Linked DNA regions of Mus musculus: region 2 is linked to region 1. The links are chromatin contacts, called in public Hi-C maps. All regions are on one chromosome and are shown on one strand. Each heading gives the region's core, a stretch centred on a gene start, on an enhancer-like site or on the middle of the called end of the contact. The rest is flanking DNA. Distances are from core to core; before and after follow the strand shown. Region 1 overlaps Bmp1 (bone morphogenetic protein 1). Region 2 holds the start of Reep4 (receptor accessory protein 4).

What was found. Hi-C and Micro-C count contacts between places; a contact is called where the count stands out from the background.
Region 2: a contact with region 1 is called in a Hi-C map of the G1E-ER4 cell line, with 3 times the contacts expected there. The contact joins the promoter of Reep4 here to the enhancer-like site in region 1. A contact is called at or near these places in 17 of 39 promoter capture datasets (the 3T3-L1 cell line, 3T3-L1-derived adipocytes, the C10 cell line and 12 more), 11 of 15 datasets of contacts at CTCF or cohesin (CD8 T cells, the NIH/3T3 cell line, embryonic stem cells and 5 more), 174 of 484 Hi-C or Micro-C datasets (the 3T3-L1 cell line, 3T3-L1-derived adipocytes, the 63-12 cell line and 97 more), 28 of 115 datasets of contacts at active chromatin or transcription factors (the 230-238 cell line, the HPC-7 cell line, the NIH/3T3 cell line and 19 more) and 5 of 9 other capture datasets (adipose tissue, embryonic stem cells, embryonic tail and 2 more).

The regions. Positions count from the first base shown.
Region 1 is chr14:70,487,650-70,492,271 of GRCm38.p6, forward strand. Bmp1 (bone morphogenetic protein 1) reads right to left here. Exons shown (of 20, transcript NM_009755.3): 12 at 4,427-4,622; 13 at 3,702-3,827; 14 at 2,898-3,058; 15 at 2,371-2,551. Among named protein-coding and RNA genes, the nearest start is that of Gm52136, 15 kb to the right of the region's middle. Within about 2 kb of position 2,057, at least 16 of the 459 cell types and tissues checked have an H3K27ac peak or open chromatin away from gene starts, as enhancers often do. A contact at or near this core is called in the G1E-ER4 cell line, erythroblasts, megakaryocyte-erythroid progenitors and 3 more, where this site is marked.
Region 2 is chr14:70,543,797-70,547,761 of GRCm38.p6, forward strand. It overlaps Reep4 (receptor accessory protein 4), which reads left to right and starts at 1,455. Exons shown (of 8, transcript NM_180588.2): 1 at 1,455-1,942; 2 at 2,681-2,753; 3 at 3,134-3,210; 4 at 3,319-3,439; 5 at 3,871-3,965. The coding sequence starts at 1,911.

The DNA.
Region 1 (4,622 bases), core at 807-3,306:
AGTGAATTCAGACACACATATATGCAGAGTGTGTTCAAGCCCATCATGTGGGCATTTCACGTAGAGCTGCTCGCATGCTGACAGGCACACACAGGCACACAGTTACAGACTTCTGTGTGCCACACCATTGTTCTAAGCCCACGTGCCTAGCATAGGAGCAGGCACTCAGGACAAGTGTGTGGATCCCAATTACACCCAGAATTCCAGAGATGAGCCACGAAGTGGGAAGATGGCTGTTGGCATTCCACTGACAAGGCAGCTTTGTGGTAAGTGGACAGTTCCTAAGCTGAGGGCAGGACCCTGAGGGCTGTAGCCCTGACTCCCAGAAGGCCCTATTTCATGCTCAGGTGGGCTAGACTTGAGGTAGAGTTGTCAAGCCCCTTGCCAGAGGCTCCTCCTCAGGAGAGCAGAGCCTGACCGAGAGAGCTGCCATTGTACCCGTCTGTGAGACAGGCCCTATGGTGTGCCTCTCCTGAGACTCTGGTAGGAGCTCCAGGGAGCTCAGCTCACGAAGTAAGCCATGGCTTCCCTAGTATGTTTGGACCCTCGTGCCTTCTTCATGTATGCTCTCCCAAATATCTAGTCCAGTGCTTGGGACACAGGTGGGGCAAAAGAAAACTGTTAATCCAATGAGTGGATGGGTAAGTGAAAGACTAAAGTAATGTGTGGATGTCAGTTCTGTGGATGGCTGCCTGAACATCTGGGAGGGGGCTCTGGCCCACCCTGAAGAGTGAACGGCCCATTCTGTGACTGGAGAAGACATTGCAGGGGACCGGGGCAAGGGAGGTGGCACAGACCCCAACAAGGAGATGGCACTCACCCTACAGTGCCCAAATGCCCCGGAGGTGCTGGGGTCAGACTGAAGGTCTTCAGGGTCTTGCTTCTCCTTCTTGTCTTAGGGTCTCCTCGATGGGTGTCCCAATAGTCCATACAGCCCCCTCCTGAGGGCCAGAGTCACATGCCCCAGGCCCCGAGGCTGAACTCTGATGCCCATCGATGAGAGTCCTCTGCAGGTTTCTTGTGCAAGGGGCAATGCATATTGTGTGCACGCATGTGTGTATGCATATGTTGTGAGCACATGTACATGCATGTACATCCCTTGCATGGTGTTGAGTACTATGTAGTAGGGAGACAAGGCAGAGGCTCCAAACAAACACCGGTATCCCCCATATCCTCTCCAAGACTGGAGCAGCAGAAGGGCAGAGACAGACAAGAGTAAGCAGGTAATGGTTTCTCTAAGAAGGACACTGTGGTAGGTATTCTATCCCCTCAGCCCTCTGGAAAGGACTATTTTTTTTTTTTTTTGGTCTAAGTGGGCCTAGGGAAGGATGGGCTTGGTGTTACACGGAGAGGGTCTCAGCAAGCGATGGGACAGGGGACTGGGGTCAATGGCTCAACAGAACATGTTAAGCAGAGCAGGGCAGCTGGCAGTGCCAAGCAGGGAACCAGTGCACGGGGACAGGTGCATGGCATCCGGGTGGGACAGGCAAGGGTGCAGGGCAGCCACATAGGGGGCTGAAGGATGCAGGACCCTGGGTAAGGAGGGGAGAAGGGAGGCAGCATGGACGAAGTCATGGGCTTCCTGGTTCTGCCCACCCTACGTCCACCCCGCCAGGAGAAGTCAGGCTGAAGGTCCCTAACCCACCCTTCCATGAGCCACCTGCTCCAGCCTGCCCACTGGCTTCCTGCTCTCTCCACACCCCACTGGAGAGCATTTCCACCATTCACTGCTGAGTCTGGGCCCTTTTGCTCCTGACCTCCTACTGGCCTGAGGGGCCAAAGACTTAGGGATTCCTAGAGCAGGGGAGAGGTCTCCCAAGACCCTAGAGGTCCAGCTTGGGAAGGCTGGGTTTGGACCACCCAGAGAGGGACTGCAAAATGGCCAGATAAAGCTAAGGGATGGATGAAGCCAGGCCTTCCACGGGCAGGGGAATGGGCAGTTTTGTTATGAAAGGGCAGAGGCGACTCCTCTTTTGGGAAGGCCTGGCATGAACCCAGTGGGCTTGGGTGGGCGGTGCCTGATTAGAAGTGCAGCTGCAGCAAGATGAACTGCCCGACACAGTCCAAGGCAGACACCTCCCTCTTCTCTATCCCCGTGTTCTCAGGCAATTGAACTCCCTGTCCTAGGACCTCCCCTTTCAGGCCTTGGCTTGCCAGCCTCCTCATTTCTGCACTTAAATGCTCTGCCCCTCCCTAGGCCTGGCATAACTAAGATTTTAAAGGCTACCCAATAAAGATATTCAGATGCCCCAGGGGCTGTACTGATGGAGGATAATAAGTTGGGGAGACAGGGGGCTTAGGAGACCAGGGAAGGCGGGGGAGCTCCAGTTTTGGGGAGGTGGGGCTAGAGAGCAAGGACTCCAGAGTTACCTGAGAAGAAGTGGGCCTTGAAGCCCTTTTTGGACACAGTATTGTCAGACTTGAACTCCACACGCATATTGTTGTACTGGGAAGTGATGACCTCTGGCTTCTCGGAGCCGCAGAACTTGCCATGCAGCTTAGAGTCCGCCGTGAGTCCGCTGCGCACCTCCACAAAGTCGTACTTGCACACCTGCAGGAGAGCCTAGCTCTGGAGGCTGCCTCTCTCCGGACTACTCACTCCCTGGGAAAGTGTCAGGCTAAGCATCTGCGCTCCCCAACAAAACGCTGCTGTGTGTACCGCAGAGCCCCAGGGCAGCTGGCCCCAAGCCCTTCCTCATTCCACAGGCTTCCAACTAATGTCCACCCTCATCTGCAGAGCCTCCTTTGCGACCCCGCAAGCCCTCTGAGCTTCTGTGTACTGGGAAGTTTCTGTTCTCAGAGCCCTATTATCTAATTCTCCCAGTGGTAGGAGGCAGGCACTGAGCCAAGCCCCTACACCCCACCTTCCTACCCACCTTGGCTCCAGAGGCACTTACATCATTGCCCTCAGTCTCGAAGAAGTCAAATTGCAGGGAGATACGGTACTGGGTGGGGGCCACCAACTGCCAGATGCAGTTTTTGTTGGGAGGGTACTCTTTGGGCCAACCGGGGCTGGTGATGGAGCCATTGAGCTTGGTGAGGAATCCACCACAGGCAGCTGGAGGGACAAGGGAGGTGGCATCACCCACCAGGAGTCCCCACTCTAGGGGCTCAAGGTTGGGCAGCAGTCAAAGGGAGATGTGAGTCTGTGGGACCACAATTTGGAGGCATGGGGCAGATAGTAGGGGCCTTGGAAGGTGAGCCCAAATTTTAAGAGCAGAAGGGTGTGTGTATATAATCATTTCTACTTCCTCTTCTGGAAGATGGTCCAGGAATCTGATGGGAGGGGACACAGAAGGGCCTGGAAAATGTGTATAAATGGGCAGTCCTGGGAGGCATCCAGAGGAGCTGGCCCAAGGCAGTAAGACCAGCCTGATCTGGAACTGCTATCCTGAAGTGTTGCCACTAGCATACAGTCTGAGACTCCGCAAACAGTGGCATTAAACTGTGGATCACGACCCTTTTGAAAGGTGGTGACATCAATTACCAGGTCAAGATCAATATTAACAAAGCAGTCAGAATGAAAGCCCCTAACGCCAGTGTGTATCACACCCTGCCAGTGTTCTGGGGGCTGACTTGTAGGACATCTTTCTCATTCATGGCTGAGAATGGCACTAGAGAACCTCTCTAGCTTGTCCCGAACTTTGCTTGACCAAGGATACAGGAAAGAAGCCAATAGCTCTGGATAGTGGGGCACTCACCCTCACACCGACGCTTGTCTGGGGCCAGCTCATAGCCAGGGTCACAGCTGCACTTGTAGCTGCCCAGGGTGTTCAGGCACCGCTGCTCACAGCCCCCGCGGTTGGGCCTTGAACACTCATCCACCTCTATGGGGAAGAAAGAACGGGTGTCACCAACCACAGGCTGGACTTCACGCCTTCCTCCTGCTCTGAGCTTGAGGTTCAAGTTCCTATGGCCCCTCTCCCCATGTTGCAGAGAGGAGTGAACCAAAAGCCTCACTTGTCTGTTTAGCCCTTAGCTACCCCAATATTTCAGTGGCAGCTGAGAACCCACAAGGAAATCCTACAGAACCCTCTTCTGATCATTCAGGCTAGCTGGCAGCCATATCACCCCTTATGTACCAGTCCCACCAAAGCCCTCTCGTTTCTCCTTCATTAACTTCATGACACCTAGTATGAGGGTAGCTACTGTATCCACTGTATAGGTGAAGAGTTGAGGCCTGAAGAAATAGAATGTCCTAGGCCACATCGGTTTAAAAACATACTCCTGTCCTGCTCGTTCCCTCCACAGTGCTGTGCCTCACGGGGATGACCTGTGACCTTTGCTAGTGTTTACCCACAGTGTTTTAACAGTATCCCTGCACCTCTATCTCTCTCATGGAGTCTTCACACTGAATGAATGAAGAATAAAGAGATAAGGGACTGAGCATCCACAGAAGGAGAACGTGGGACAGGGGAGGAAGTACCTTTGAAAAAGTTGACTGCGAAGCCAGCTTTGTTAATGGACCCGTCAGAGACGAACTTGAGCCAGAGCCGACTGGATGTGCTTTTGATGTCATCAGGCTTCTCATAGCCACAGTAGCGCCCAATGAGGTTGCTGCTCTCGCTGTGCCCATCACGGACTTCCAGGTAGTCGTAGGCACAACTGTCGTGACGCTCAAT
Region 2 (3,965 bases), core at 205-2,704, 56 kb after region 1:
GACCTCAACGGGATGTCTCCCAGCCCTCCCTTCGAGGCTCCGGGATCTCTGCAAAAGTAGGGACAGACAGACTGTAAAAAGCAGGGGTGGTGGATGCCTCCACAGAAACAATCTTTTCCAGACCAAATGGGCAGATGCACACATGAATTCAGAGACTGTGGCAGCGTACACTCGCCCTGCATAAGCTCAAGCCAGACACAAAGACCAGCACAGAGGAGGGGAAGTGGGCACAAAGTCTCTCTCATCCCTAGCCATGAAGCTATTCGAAACTGATATCTGCTGGAAAAGGGAAAGTTAGTCTTCTCCAATGGAGCTGCACTGGGTATATTAACTATACTCCAGGGTAGGTCCCATGCTCAGGAGTAGTTGGCCATCACAAATCAGACTCCATGGTTCTGTTTGGTTTTTGGGGTGTGTGTGTATGTGCGCGCACTTGAAAGGCATAGGCAGGTAGATCTCTGAATTCAAGGCCAGCCTGATCTACAGATAGAGTTCCAGGACAGCCAGGGGTACAAAGAGAAACAATGTCTCAAAAAAAACCAAAAACAAAAACCCTACGATGATGATGATGATGAAGAAACTAAGGTACTAACGATGATGACGATGACAGTAATGATATATCTAAGTTTGTCAAATGTTATAGATAGCCAGTGTGGCCAATCTAATAAGAAGACGCTTCAACAATTCCATCATTTCGCACAACAACAACAAGAAGCACAAAACAGCAAGTGTTGATTTTAGAATTTTCTGGGATATCTCTATTCCTGTCTCAGAAACAGGTGGGTTTTCAAAATTCTAGGAAAGAAGATCCGGGGTGAACCCGGATCATCACTCAGTCTCTAAGACACTGGGGTCAGAATGCCCAGGTATATGGATCGTGGAAAGATGCTTTAGAAACAAGTGGAGTCCTGAAGCTGTCAGAAGGGTGATTCTCCAATCCCACTCTTCCCTCCTTTCTAGCATGGTCAGTCAGCTGGACTTCTGCGAAGGTAAGATCAGATCAGAACGTGCTTCCTGTGGGCCAACCACTCATTTCATTCTCTATCCCATTTTACAGAGATGGAGAAATGATAAAAAGGCATCCGAGGAACACTCTCGAGTTGTCTTTTATTTCCTCTCCTTTCCTTTTGTTTGTTTGCAACAGTGTATTGATGATACACCTGTAATCCAGCCTCACTGATAATTCTCCTGTCTCCACCTCAGAGACTCCTGTGCGCCACCCACACCTAGCTAGCAGTTCGGGGTTTTTTTGTTTTGTTTTGTTTTGTTTTGTTTTTTGTTTTGTTTTTTTCCTCCCTATCTGTCCACCTGCCAACCTTTCAGAAGACTATTCGACCGGCGGCCCCACCTCCGAAGTGCGCCGAGCATCGCCGCTTTAAGAGACGGTCCTTTTGTCTCCCTGACCTCGTCCCGCCCCTCTGAGGGCTCCATTGCGCCTGCGCCTGGAGCTTGAGCGCTGGGGTTGGGCAGGATCTGGTTCCGTGCAACTTTTAAGTGAGTTACAAACTCCGCCCCGAGACCGGTGCAGGTGGTCGGGCGCTCTGCCACCCGGGCGGCAGGTGAGAGCTGAGGTCCGGCCTGCCACCCGGACCCGAGACCAGCAGCGCCGCCCTCGACGGGGGACGAACGGTTCTCCGCGGCAGGAATTGTGGGACTGAGCCGCCAGGATTCGGCGAGGCGGAGGGACGCGCCCTCCCGCCTCGATCACAAGGCGGCTTCCTCTGCTAGGCCCTCGGTCCCCTGGTTCCGGGTTCTCCTGGCTCCCCGCACTGCGGGGTCGAAGTCAGGGGTGGTGATCTCCGCCTACACCGAGGGAGAGGTGTACTGCAGCACCACTCACCCCCTTGTCCCAGCTCCTGAGTGAGCGTCCCTCCGCTTGTCTCTTGGGGTCATCCCCCTAGGCTGTCAGGATGGTGTCCTGGATGATCTGTCGCCTGGTAGTGTGAGTATGGTCACTGTGAGACACCTCCCCCCTCCCTTTTGTCCCAGGATGCCAACCTGCCTTTGGGTGGAAACTGGGGACGTTTGTAAAGAAGGGAAAATTTAAAGACTTCATGACCCCGTTTCCCAGCACACACTTAACGGTCCTGGGGGTCTGAAGTGGGACCTGGTCACTGCATACCTTGTTTCCACCCTGCAGCCTTCTGGTCTGACAGAGACCCTTCCTGCAGACAGGTGCTGCTAGGGCTCAGGGCTTTTACCACCTACAGTCCTGTGAGAAGGTGATTAGGTACTGCTGTGGGCGGAGAATCTAGGTGCCTCCTTCCCATCTGAGCAGCCACATGACCCACCACCCTAGCTTCAGCTTCTGCAGCCTGCACCTCACTTTTGGATATCCCAATACCTGGCTCAAATGTCCCTCACTGCATGCTGGTGGTCCTGGGCCTGATTACGTGTAGTGGGAGCGGACAGCCTAGTGTTCTCACCCACCTTGTGTGTTCTCAGTCTGTCCTGTACCCATGGGCCACCAGCGCAGGCCTAGGCAGGCTTGGTATGTTTGTAAACAGCCGGGTGGGGAGGCAGCCTCCGGGGCACTGACTCAGGCACCCAGGGTTGTGCAAGCCAAGCGGGAAAAACAGGGCAGGCACTGCCATCTCGCACCCAGGTCAGGGGGAGCAGCCACCTGGCAGGGAGAGGGTGGGGCATGGTCCCCTCACACTTCCTGTGACTGCTGTTCCAGGCTCATATTTGGCATGCTGTATCCTGCGTATGCTTCCTACAAGGCCGTGAAGAGCAAGAACATTCGAGAATATGTGAGTGCAAAGAGTGGGGTAGACGACAACATTGAGGAATGGTCAGGGAGGTGGTAGGACTTGGTGATGCTGGAGGGCCTGGCCTGTCAGACTCCAGGGGCTCGATCGATGGTGGAACAGATCTCAAGTAGAGTGGTCTAGTGGAAGGAAGGCCAGCCATTATTAACAATAGCCATGGAGGATCTCGTGGGCGAAGCATGCTGGGGGGGGGGGCACTGGAACGGAAGGCAGTTTCTCAGGGGCTCCTGTCTAAGCAGATGTGGGAAACTGTAGCCAGCAATGCAGTGGGACTGGCTTTGAGGAATCTCTGGGTTGGGCAGGCTGGGGGCGGGTCCTGGCGGCTTAGGCTCGTGAGCTGAGCTCTGCACTCTGACCCACAGGTACGGTGGATGATGTATTGGATTGTCTTTGCGATCTTCATGGCAGCAGAAACCTTCACAGACATCTTCATTTCCTGGTCCGGCCCAAGGATTGGCAGGCCATGGGGTTGGGAAGGGCCTCACCACCACCACCACCACCACCTGGCCTCTGGCTCACACAAACCCCTCCCCTTGCTTACACACAGGTTCCCGTTTTATTACGAGTTCAAGATGGCTTTTGTGCTGTGGCTGCTCTCACCTTACACCAAGGGGGCCAGCCTGCTTTACCGAAAGTTTGTCCACCCATCCCTATCCCGCCATGAGAAGGTACCTCTGAGGGAGATAGAGCAGAAACAGGAGGGTGTGTCAGGGCAGTGTGTCAGAGCGAAAGCCCTGTATCTCAGGTTCAGGCAGCCAGAGGTGCCTGGGTCTTATTCCCTGTCCCTCTATAGTTTTGCTGTGGGACTGTGAAAGGGGTTGGCTTTCCCCATCCACCTGGATGATACATATGGACGACCTTTAGGGTTATGACAAGCCAGCAGGAAGTTGACGTGGGCATGGAAGAATGGAAGGGACACCCACTAAGTTGTGGAGAGGGTGTGTAGTTGGGGAGTCCTGCTTTCAGTTGTTCTGAACCTAAATCTGTGGCTCCTGGGTCCTGGGTAGGGCTCATGGGATTATGACAACCAGTGGCTTCTTGGGGTCTGCAAAGACGGTGGTTCTTTCGTTGATCTGAGCTCTCCGCCCTGGGTCTGCAGGAGATCGACGCGTGTATCGTGCAGGCAAAGGAGCGCAGCTATGAAACCATGCTCAGTTTTGGGAAGCGGAGCCTCAACATCGCTGCCTCAGCTGC